2 separate regions of the Xenopus laevis genome follow, and region 2 is linked to region 1. A link is a contact called in public Hi-C data. All regions are on one chromosome and are shown on one strand. The core of a region is the stretch at or near the end of the contact, and the rest is flanking DNA. Distances in the headings are between cores, read along the strand shown.

Evidence for each region. A called contact is a pair of places that touch in the nucleus more often than the background predicts.
Region 2: a contact with region 1 is called in a Hi-C map of the XL177 cell line, with 3 times the contacts expected there. The contact joins the promoter of rps27a.S here to the enhancer-like site in region 1. A contact is called at or near these places in 2 of 4 Hi-C or Micro-C datasets (the XL177 cell line and the XTC cell line).

What each region holds. Positions count from the first base shown.
Region 1 is chr5S:25,189,284-25,195,404 of Xenopus_laevis_v10.1, reverse strand. No RefSeq gene overlaps it. Among protein-coding and RNA genes, the nearest start is that of rtn4.S, 40 kb to the left of the region's middle. Within about 2 kb of position 2,229, at least 1 of the 7 cell types and tissues checked has an H3K27ac peak or open chromatin away from gene starts, as enhancers often do.
Region 2 is chr5S:25,271,283-25,277,403 of Xenopus_laevis_v10.1, reverse strand. rps27a.S (ribosomal protein S27a S homeolog) reads right to left here and starts at 2,909. Exons shown (of 6, transcript NM_001092596.1): 1 at 2,814-2,909; 2 at 2,632-2,696; 3 at 520-574. The coding sequence starts at 2,679.

The sequences.
Region 1 (6,121 bases), core at 980-3,479:
AGGAAAATAGTGTGTCCCTGGGCAGTGAGTAAATACTCGTTCCACTACTGTACAGACTGTACTGACACCTGGGGAAGGTCAATAGAAAGTGGCTTTATTCCCTGGCAGGGGGCAACGTGGGATCTGGTAGCCCTACTGAAATGTGCAACTCTATACACTGACCAATTCAGCTTCAGTCTCTTCCCCTGTATCATGGGCACTTGAGTTTGTAGGGGGGGGGGGCAGATAAACCACATGTGGGTCCATGTGATTGGGGGGTGTGATGTTTATAGGACATTAAATATAAGCCCCCATCTAAAAAACAAATGCTCTGTAAGGCTACAAATGTATAGATATTGCTACTTTTTATTCATCTTTCTATTCAGGTCTCTCCTATTCATATTCCAGTCTCTTATACAAATCAGTGCATGGTTGCTAGGGTCATTCGGGCCCTAGCAACCTGATGGCTGAAATTGCAAACTGGAGAGCAGCAGAATAAAAAGCTCAATAACCCAAACGCCACAAATAATAATAAAATGAAAAACCAATTGCAAATAGTCTCAGAATATCCCTCGGTACATCATACTGACGGTTCATTAGAAGTGGAACAACCCCATTAAGGAGACATTCAGGAGTCTGAATACACTGGGCTGATATTAACAGGCTGTTTGTGTTTCAATAGAAATAAATCAGAAGCGTCACATTCTGCCAAATGTATCACCTCTTATTCAACATGAAATGAAATTCCAAATCTGCACAACGAATGGCTAAAAATTGTTTTATTAGGGATGCACTGAATCCAGGATTCAGTTTGGGATTCGGCCTTTTCCAGCAGGATCCGGGTTTGGCCGAAACCCTTGTGTGTGGTTGAACCGAATACTAATTTGCGTATGTACAGTAAATCAGGTGCGGGAAGGGAAATCATGTGACTTTTCATCTCAAAACAAGGAAGTAAAACATTCTATTTCCACTTTTTCCTTTCCCACTTCTAATTTGCAAATTAGGATTTGGTTCAGTTTTCGGCTGGATCCCAAATAGTGGATTTGGTGCATCCCTAAATCTTATACCCAATTTGTGGTGTCCTATACAGTATGGTACTTGTGTCACTGCCCTATGGCATCTCCCACATTAACCCCCAAATCACCATGTCCCTTTATCCTGAGTCACATCTACAATCCGTGGAGCAGATTCTACAACCTCACCATAAAGGGTGACCCTGGGTACCCACCAACACTAGAGGTGCACTGTTAACGTGAAAAGAAAAAAAATGCGACCAGCTGAAGGTGTTAAAGGAAAACTATACCCCCAAAATGAATACTTGAGCAACAGATAAGTTTATATTAAATCAAGTGGCATAAGAATCTTCTCAAACTGGTCTATATATTTAAGTAAATATTGCCCTTTTACATCTCTTGCCTTGAGCCACCATTTCGTGATGGTCTGTGTGCTGCCTCAGAGATCACCTGACCAGAAATGCTACAACTCTAACTGTAACAGGAAGAAGTGTGGAAGCAAAAGACACAACTCTGTCTGTTAATTGGCTCATGTGACCTAACATGTATGGTTTGTTGGTATGTTTGTGAGTACAGTGAATCCTACGATCTCAGGGGGCGGCCCTTATTTTTTAAAATGGCAATTTTCTATTTAGGATTACCCAATGGCACATACTACTAGTAAAGTATATTATTATAATCGCCGAACTGCCTTCTGCCTGCTATAATGAGAAAACGCCAGCGCAATGGCACTCGCTGCGCTTCGATTTCCAAAGTTGCCTCACGAGGAAACCGGGCGACTTCAGAAATCAAAGCGCTGCAAGTGCATTGCTGCAGGCAATTTTGCATTTAACACGGTGAAGGCAACCCCATACAATATCTAGCCAATTCCATACAATAGCCAATTCCATACAATATCTTTACCAATTTCATACAATATCTTTACCAATTTCATACAATATCTAGCCAATTTCATACAATATCTAGCCAATTCTATACAATATCTAGCCAATTTCATACAATATCTAGCCAATTTCATACAATATCTAGCCAATTTCATACAATATCTAGCCAATTCTATACAATATCTAGCCAATTCTATACAATATCTAGCCAATTTCATACAATTGGTAAGCAACCACAGGTGCCCCAGTACAACACTAAGTGGTGACACATGAAGCTAAAGGAACTGGCGGTGAATGAGTTAAGAGGGGGGGTACTTGTCCCTGAATTCCACAGAGACCTGTGCAGAAGCTCCAGGGGGAGTTACTGAATCCATTCAGCTGTTTCTGTAGATTCCTGTTCCCCCAGTTATATCAGTCCTCTAACACTGTGAGTGGTACAGCAGCACCACCTTGTGGCTAAAAGGTGCGAGTGTCTAATGACACATTGATGTAATAATCCCCAGAACATCCCAAACAGTATTAGAACTGCTCCCCTCTGCTCCGGCAAAGTGAAAGCCACTACCAGTAACAGCAGAGGCTCATATACAGACATAACCCTGAGTAGAACTACTAGGAGTCTACACCAGAGGTTTATATGCACCTAAACTCACAATCATCATTATAAGCCCCTGTATTAACCTCACATACAGTGATTATACTTGTCATTATGGGAATAGCTCACATTGGTCACATGGGCCAAATAACCAAAGTAGCGCTTGTTCCTCATGCCGATGGCTACCGTTTCCTTCTGTTTTACGACAGACACAAACAACAGCATCAGTCTCATGTCACAGTGACGAGTGCAGGTCCCTCCTGAATTCCACCGCAACTTCTCTAAAGGAAATAGATTTTACATCACAGCTAAATGTCCTCAATGACCGTATTATGAGATTAGATCCAATCATTTGCTCTCACTGTACTATAATGACTCTTGCACCCAGTGGGGTAAAGCAGAATATTCTTTTCAATTGTTTTTATTGACATTTTTGAATAAACAAAAAGAACAAGGAGCAACAAAGTAATAATAATTGTCAATTGCAAAATAAGAAAATAAATAGTATGCAATAATAAATTAACAAAACATCAAATAATTATATAAAAATTATATAAAATAAGATAAGATAAACCTTCCTCTCTATCAACAAAATATAACAAAATATTTACCCAAATAAAAACAAAAATGATCACATCCTCAGTCAATCTTAGAGCTTCAATGAGCAGAGAAAGAAGAATTTTCATCTGAATTATACATAAATCTTTCTATGTAAGTTCTATCTTCCGACTTCAGAATATTAAAAAGGGGAGACCAAAGTTTAAGAAAATTTTCTCTAAGACCTAAATTACCATACCAAAAACCTATTGCTTCATCAATGCAGAGAGATTTAAGGTAAGACAGTACAACCTTTAAATCTGGGGAAGTTTCTTGGATCCAATATAGAAAGATGGATTTACAAGAAGCGACAATGACCAAATGAACAAAATTTTTATATTTATTCCAAACTATATTTTTTGGAATATCAACATTAGAGGACAGAGGGACCTATGGCTGTCATTATAGAGATGCCAACCTGTGCAGACTGATCTTCTGTAGATTTTCATTTAGGGCTGCCACAGTCTGGCTGGTAAATTTATTTGGTGGAAAAGTTAATTTGGGGACTGATGCCATTGGTCTGATTTAACATAGAGCAAAAGGCAAAGGTCATGGTGTTGATACCAAGGGGTGCTGGGATAGAGCTGAGCTGCAGGGATATGGGATATGGATACTGGGGGCTGCTCAGTAATCAGCTTGATCCCTTGATGGGATATAGAGATATTGCTGAGGTTAATTTGCTGACTTGCAAAGCAAAGGAGACAGTTGTGCTCATCATAATACTGTATGTTCTTTTATTTGTGACTAGGAACCTTACTACTCCCAGCAGCTGCCGCAGACAAATAGATATGATACAGATAACCTAATTAATAAAGTTCCTTTATCTCTAGGCTTAAAGGTGGGATGTTTGCGCCATCTAGTGGCTGCTTAGTGTATTTCAGGTCTCATGTAACTGGCTGAATAGTTCTGCCACCTCAAAGCTCCACTCACAATCCCTGCTTTGTTTCTCTTTCATATCAAATCTCATATTAATATAATAATTACTTGCAGGATCATTGTAACCTTATTCTGCTACTCAAGGACATTCTGCACCGATTTCCTTGTTTTGGGGCTACAGAAGTCCTGTGTCTCGTTATATGTCTGAGCAGATACACTATAATTTGCGGTGCCTCCTGCCTAGGTCAGGACAGACTGGGCTCCAATATATATCCATGAGAACTTTTCTGATCCGCAATTACACACACAGATGGGGTTGATGGGTTTATTTTCAGGACACTGTATAAATCGTATGAACAGTTCTACAAGTCTAGAAATCGTATGAACTGTTCTAGTGAGATAATGAAAAATAGAGGCGATAAGGGGCAGCCTTGCCTGGTCCCTTTGAATATTTCAAATCGTGGTGACATTGCATCCCAAAGACTATTTGAGAATTGGGACTTTTATAAAGATATTTGATATATTGGTAAAATGGAACCGTGATGCCAAATTTATCAAGACAGACAAATAAGTGTTGCCAAATAATATTGTCAAATGCCTTCTCCGCATCAATATTAATGATGGAACTAGGAATCTTGTGTTTTTTGGTGAAAAATATTATGTGCATTAGAGCTCTAATGTTCTTCATCCCTCATCTATTTTGGGCCATCAAAATCACTGAAGGGAGAATTAAAGAGAATCTATCGGCTAGGATTTTAGATAGTATCTTAATATCTTCATTTAGTAAAGAAATTGGCCTATATGAGGAGGGAAGGGATAAGTCTTTGTCTTTTTTTTGGGATAACTCTTGAGATTTGTCTCTAAAAAATTAAAGAAGTTTGTATTTCCTGAAATGACCATTGAATTTCCAATCAGACCTATCTAAAGAGCTGATAAAAGACTCATTTAGTGTCAGTTAAAAAAAATCCAGTTTGTCTAGTCTCTGAGCTGCTGGAGGGGGGGTCCCCACTTATTCTTCAGAGTGCCAAGGACTTCCTTTGGTTTTCTGTGCCCTGGAAAGAACTGACAAGGACCCCCTTTGCTTCCGCACCCAAAGCTTTATTTGTTGGCAGCGGGGCCTGCCCCAGACAAGTGACAGGGGCCCGGGTGTCTGTAGCTCTGGGCCAGCTCAGTTTTGATCAGTCCAGGGCAATGAGAATAATGGAAATAAAAGATGTTGCCCAGTGATACCACTAAGCCTCATAGTCTGGTTACAAATCAGTAAAAAGAAAATCCTTTTTAGATTTAACTTTAAATCTTGTGTATGGGAAGATACAGTGGGAGAAGGGAACAAAGTGACCCCATCTGTGAAACAACTGTCAGTTAAAGGAGAACTAAAGCCTAACTAAAGAAGCAAGTAGAAATGTTGCACATTACATTTTGGGCTTCTGTACCAGCCCAAGGAAACCACAGCCCTTTAGCAGTAAAGATCTGTCTCCCCAAAGATGCCCCAGTAGCTCCCCATCTTTTTTGCTGATTCACTGAACATGCTCTGTGCTGCTGTCACTTACCTGTAGTTCCATCCACCCAAGTGTTAATTAGGATCGGGTAAGTACCCGTGGCAAATAGTGGAGCAATGTGTCTCTCCATCGTTAGGTCATTCCCCCCATATGTTGACTTCTACAAAGTGGCACAGTAGCTGGGAAAATTCTACAAGGAAGTTGTGTATCACTCCCAGAATGCTCTAAAGGACAGAGCAAATGTTAATTACAGGGACTGTGTTCACTGAGGCCTGAAGAGCCAGCACAGGTGTTGGGATTAATGAGTCATCAACTGTGGGGGGAAAGGACAGAGTGAACTCTACCCAGGAAGTAGGAATCAGGAAGTGATGAAGTTGAGAGAGCCGAGGAGGAAAAAAAAAAAAAGAAAATATACAGAGGGGAATAAGTTTCTGTATTTGTCCCGAGGCTGAGGCAAAACATCAGGTAGATTTCTCAGATACTCAGGCTGCTCTACTTACAGGATTGCATCATTTATCAGATGGTGAACTCCACTGATTAAAAACGATTCTAAAAATCCCATAGGAATAAATAGAAAATGAGTGAGTTCTTCTGTGGTGCGTTCTAATCTCACACTTTTGACAAATCTGCCCTGTGATAGTGCTGCTCCAGCAGAATTATGCATTATGAAATCCATTTTTC
Region 2 (6,121 bases), core at 1,660-4,159, 81 kb before region 1:
GAAGTGTACCAGCTAAATGTATCAATTTAGAACAGTTTACAGGGTCAGCGACCCCCCCCCCAGAGCTGCTTTAGAAGGTGAAAAATTACACTTCAATATTTGAAAAAAACGGTGACACTAAAAATAATTGGAACAAGTCGTTATTTCTGGTGATCTAGCTGAAAACGAGTTGTTTGAAGGTGAACAACCCCTTTAATATGCAGAATTGCTCAAGCCAAAAGCAGAGACATGAATAAAAAAAAAATGTTAGCATAAATCAATTTCTAATTTTGCACTATTAAAGCAAATTTTTATTAGAGTATTTTCTAATTTAACTAAAATGTCCAGTTAAACATTTACTGTTGCTTAGATTTTCTTTTACTGGCCAAAATGTGATATTATAGATTAGCCACAAGTGCACTGAATGAATATTAGTCAGTGTTGCAATGCAATTAGAACCATTTAAAGGCCAACCAAAAAAATAAACACATCTTTAAAAATAAACACTAGAATGGAACTGGTGTAAATGGCTCATCGTACCTTCCTTATCCTGAATCTTAGCCTTGACATTTTCTATAGTATCAGAAGGCTCAACCTGTAGGGGAAAACAAAGTAGTATTAAACATCTAATGGAGAGACAGCGGTAGAAGAAAGTCAGGAAATAGTAGTGGTCCCACGATGTACAAAATGTGTCACTGAGCTCAAGGGGAAGTAAGAATCAAATAAAATGTCTGATACAAAGTATCCCTATGGCACATAATGCAGAAAGCTTTCACACACTGCATAATAAAAGCAGCTTCTTTATTCGCTGCCCTGGGAGTTCATACCCCTCTGATTTCCAACGTGTAACATGGGGTCCATGAATAAATCATGTACAGTTATTAAATTCTATAGATTAAATACAGTCAGTGCCGGAATTCACAGTACAAAACCCATTAACACACAAAAACAGGGTGTAGGGGTAGGACTACAGGCATTTTCGGTGCGATCCAACGCAATGCGACAAAACGCTGGAGACTAATTGCATGCGATGGAAATAAGGTAAGTGAATGCATTGTCTGACGAAGTCGCAGCATTGATCCGACGCGACTGTCTGCAGACAGTCGCGCCGGATCAATGCTGCGACTTCGTCAGACAATGCATTCACTTACCTTATTTCCATCGCAGGTGATTTGTCGCAGCGCGTTGGATTGCGCCGAAAACGTACCTTAACCCGCCCACCCCCAGATAAGCCTGTGTTGTCACAAACCCTGCCAGGTACTTATCATAAAGGCGAACAACCCCTTTAAGAGAATAACTTTCAGTAAGTTACAGAATGGCCAGTTTTAAGCAGCCTTTTCAGAGCTTGTATTGCTCTTCATTAATTTTTATAGTTTGTCTTGTCTGAATCTTTCCAGCTTTCAAATCGGGGGTCACTGACCCCATCTAAAAAACATGGCTACAAATGTATTGTCATTGCTACTTTTTTTTTTTTTAATCAATCGTCTTTTTCAGGCCTCTTCTATTCCAGGCTGCTAGGGTAATTTGGACCCTAGCAACCAGATTGCTGATATGACAAAAATCAATTGCAAATTGTCTCAGAATATCCCTATACATCATACTAACCATTCATTTAAAGGTGAACAACCACTTTAACCACTTTTACAAATATTCCCTTGTGTATGGTGCTGGCTAACAGTGGCACCCACAGAGCTAAATGGTAACATGTGTTTGGTAAAGGAATAGAGATTTTTTTAATACAGTTAAATCTTTGTCTCTTGTCCTACATTGGGGGGGGGGACACATTCCTCATGGGGATGTAGATCCTACTGGTGCCCGTGTCCCCCAATGTAGGGAAGAGACTAGTGGAGAGAGGAGTGTAGGGGGTTCTGCTCTGGGGGCTACAGATGTAGATAAATAATAAGTCCTTGCTGGCTCAGTACATGGAGATCAGTGTGGGGGGAATTAGCAGGTAAGTGAGAGGCAGGAGAAGTCAGACAGTAGTGAGTGTAATACAGAGGCTAAATCCATTTTATTAAAGGGGTTGTTCCCTTCAGATTAACTATTAATATGATGTAGAGAAATATTCTGAGACTATTTGCAATTGGTTTTCATTTTTTATTACCATTACTATTTATTAAACGTTAAGCCTTACAGGGTATTTGTTTTTTAGAAGGGGTTTGAAAACTGGAGAGAGCTAGAAAATGGCAGCAAATTAAAAACTATAAGAAATTACATCATGAAGACCAACTGAAAAGTTGCTTAGAATGAGGCATATAACATACTAAAAGTTAATTTAAAGGTGAACCAACGCGTTTCATGCCTCATAGGAAATTACTCAGACAATTCTGGGCAATGATTTCACTTGTCTCCATCATTTTGTTTTATGGATGAGAGTGAAAGGAAGGCAGAGAGAGAAGTGGAGAGAAAGAGAGAGAGAGAAGTGCAGAGACAGACAGGGAGCTCACATGGCAGCCCCAAGTGCAACAGCATGGATGAGAGAGAGGCTGCTGCCCAAGGAGAATGAGACGTATTAGCCAGTCTCCCGGCATGCACAGCGCACACACACGGGTGGATTGTGGGGTCTGTACGAGAGTCACATCTTAGTGACACCACAACAGCAGCCCCGGCACATGTCCCAGTGTCTCCCCACCAACGCGGCTCCGCACGTACCTCGAGGGTGATGGTCTTCCCCGTGAGGGTTTTCACGAAGATCTGCATGATGAGGCCCGATGCACCTGCCATGGAAGAGAAGGGCACATTAAACAGCACGTAGACATCATTCCCAGCGGCAGCAAAGCCTCCATCCTACGCCTTTTATTCCCCTGACTCCGGAGAGCGGCCGCCACACTCACCTCCTGCTAATGGCGGATCCTAGAGAGAGAGGACCTCCTTCCGGCCGCACGGGGTTTTCCTGGCTCAGGCGCAGGGGGGTTGTGGGCGTAGAGAGGTGGCCGCCGCGTTGCCTGTGCAATACACTTTCCATAAATACCGGTTCCGTTGGGTTGGGAAGGTCACACAGAGCCACTAGTAGATATTGCCGGCTGCTGAGAAAATTAATTACGCGATTTACGCCTGTTAAAATGTTCCATTTAGGAGCGAGGACCCTCGGAACCGCGCGGCATTCTGGGATTTGAAGTATCTGTCAAATTATGTGGCTTATAGGTTTTTTTTAATGTGTATGAAATTCGTATTTAACCAATGCACCGTTTTTTATAAATAGTGTCTGAACCCATGCATTGAATACGTTTTTTTTTTATCTGATTGTGTTGTTTTGTGTAAAATTGAGGGCCAAGCTAACAGGCACGCCCATTGAGCAGGCGCCCCGCCCCTTGGTAACGGCCTTAGTAACAAAATGGAACGCATACATCCTGGCTGGGAGGCACCTGAGGGCGGGGCTGGGAAGTACCTTAGGGTTGGTCTGGGAGGCACTTGAGGGTGGGGCTGGGAGCTACCCACGCCCGGACTGGCAATCTGTGGGTTCTGCCAAATGCCAGAGGGGCTGCTATAAGGTCCCATAGAAAGTCAGTATTTAGTGGGCTGATTGGGCCTCTGTGTACCTGAAATGCCAGGGCCTACTTTAATTCTCAGTCTGGACCTGGAGGCAGTAGCGTCACTAGAGGGGGGCGGGCCCTGGTGCGTGATGCGCAGCTGGGCCCCGGGGCCCCGCCCCCCCTCCGTTCGGCCACATTTGGCTGCATTTGACAGTGGCGGGTGAGCTGCCGGGGGGCCCTGAGGGGGTGTGGGCCCTGGCCCGCTCGCACCCCCTGCTCCCCCCGGTAGTTCCGCCACTGCCTGGAGGCACCTGAGGGCAGGGCTGGCAAGTACCTGAGCTTCTATTGGAATCTGTTGGATGCTCGTGCGTATGCGCCAGTTGACACGAATTTGGCAAATCGATGTGGAAGTGGACAGTCAGCAAAGTAGGGGGGACCGGACTAGGGGTAGCAGGCAGAGGTAGTACGTGCCTTGCGCCCCCCAAACTTTGCACCCTAGCCACGTGCCTACTCAGCCTACCCCCCCTAGCCCTGAACAAGTCTAAAGCAACTGGACTGGATGAGAAAACTCAGAAAGTGCAGTTGCTTCAGACTCCACTAGACACTGAGTGGGACATTCACTAAGATTTGTTATTGCGCCAGCGTCCACTTCGCCAGGCGTATTTTCACCAGCGCTATGCAAATTCACTACAATCCGAAGTTGCGCTCAGGGGTAGCGTAAGGTTGCGAAGTTGCGCTAGCGTTAATTCGACAAGCAAAGCGAAGTTACGCTAGCGATGGTTAATTTGCATACGGCGCCAAATTGAAGTTACAATGGAGGTATATGTAGCAGCACTACACAAGCCTGGGAAACCTTCAAAACAGCAAATACGATTTTTATTTTGCCCTACACATGTGCCCACTGTATAGTTAAGTTGCCATGAGTTAGGAAATGTAGGGGGGAAGGAGGGGAGCCCCAAAAAAATTTCGATCTTTTTCAGCCTATCACCCATAAAAAATGAAAAAACGCCATCGTTTATTGGGAAGCAAATCCCTATCTACTCTATTGCACTTCGCCTGGTCTGAGGTGGCGAAGGAAGTCTGGCGTAAAAGGTAGCGTTCAGAATCATTCACGCATTAGTGAATTTGCGTAGTTACGTCTCGTCTGTTGCGCAAATTCGCCAGGCGTAAGGGTGCGAAGTAACACTAGCGAATTTACGCCAGCATTCGTTAGTGAATCGGCGAATTAATGAAAATGCGATACGCTGGCGTATTCGCGCTAGCGTGAGGCGCTTTGGGGTTTAGTGAATTTGCCCCTGAGTCTCATAAGCTGCACGGCTGTCAATCTCTGTAGTAAAAACAAAGGAACAAAACATGAAGTTTTATAACGCCAAAGCAAACAGTCACAAGACTTACAACTATTTTATGCTTTTATGTTTCCAAACTATTTCAACATGTTAAGTGTGACCTGTATCTTTTAACAGAAACTGTGTCTTCCATGATTTTATGTAATGCTGGTTTTTGAATTGTATTTATGTTTCATTATGAATTTGGTTTCAATAAAAATCACTGACATCTCCTCCGCAGGGGGGCGAATCACAGTTGCCCTGTGGCTCCCAATTACAGGGCTGCTTCACCTTCAGACTCTATTCATTTCAGTTTCAGACATTTCCCCAGAAAAAAAGACTTTTTCCAATTACTTTCTATTTTCTATTTGTGACCGTTTTTCTAATATTCAAATTTAACGTTTAATTTTTCACCTTCTAAAGCAGCTCTGGAAGGGGGGGGGTCGCTGACTCTGTAACTGTTCTAAATTGATACATTTAGTTGATACATTTGTTATCTTTGTCCCTGCTGAGCAGAAACCCTGAGTCATTAAAGGGGTGGTTCACCTTCAGGTTAACTTTTAGTATGTTATAGAATGGCCAATTCTAAGCAACTTTTCAATTGGCCTACATTATTTATTTTTATAGTTTATGAATTATGCCTTCTTCTCCTGACTCTTTCTAGCTTTCAAAAGGGCCCATCTAAAAACAAATGCTGTATAAAGCTACAAATATATTGTTATTGCTAGTTTTTATTACTCATCTTTCAGTTCCGACCCTCCCCTATTAATATTTCATATTCTCATTCAAATCAATGCATGGTTGCTAAGGTAATTTGGACCCTAGCAATAAGATTTGCTGACATTGCAAACTGGAGAGCTGCTGAATAAAAAATGAAATAACGTAAAAACCACAAATAATAAAAAATGAAAACCGATTGCAAATTGTCTCAGATTATAGCTCCCTACATCATACTAAAACTTTACTCAAAGGTGAACAACCCCTTTAAAGGCAGCTGTTAGAATTGATACAATAATGGCACTTATAATCCCCATACATCCTACTGAGAAGTGGAGCAACTAATTGTATCAACTAAAAGTAGCAATTTGAAACCGTACAGAATTTGACTTTTCCATCCTTGGGCTTTAACAAATATTGAAAATATTGTGATTTTTTTTTAAAATAAAATCAGACTTTTGAAAAATCACATTTTGCGGAATTTATTAAACCCCGAGTATGGAAAAGTCAGAATCTAAAAATCCGGCATCTCAGACCTGTCGAGGTTGCATATAAGTCAATGGGAGAAGTCCCAATGATTTTTTGATTTGCGCTGAGATTTTGGCAATACCCTGAAAAATTTGTGAA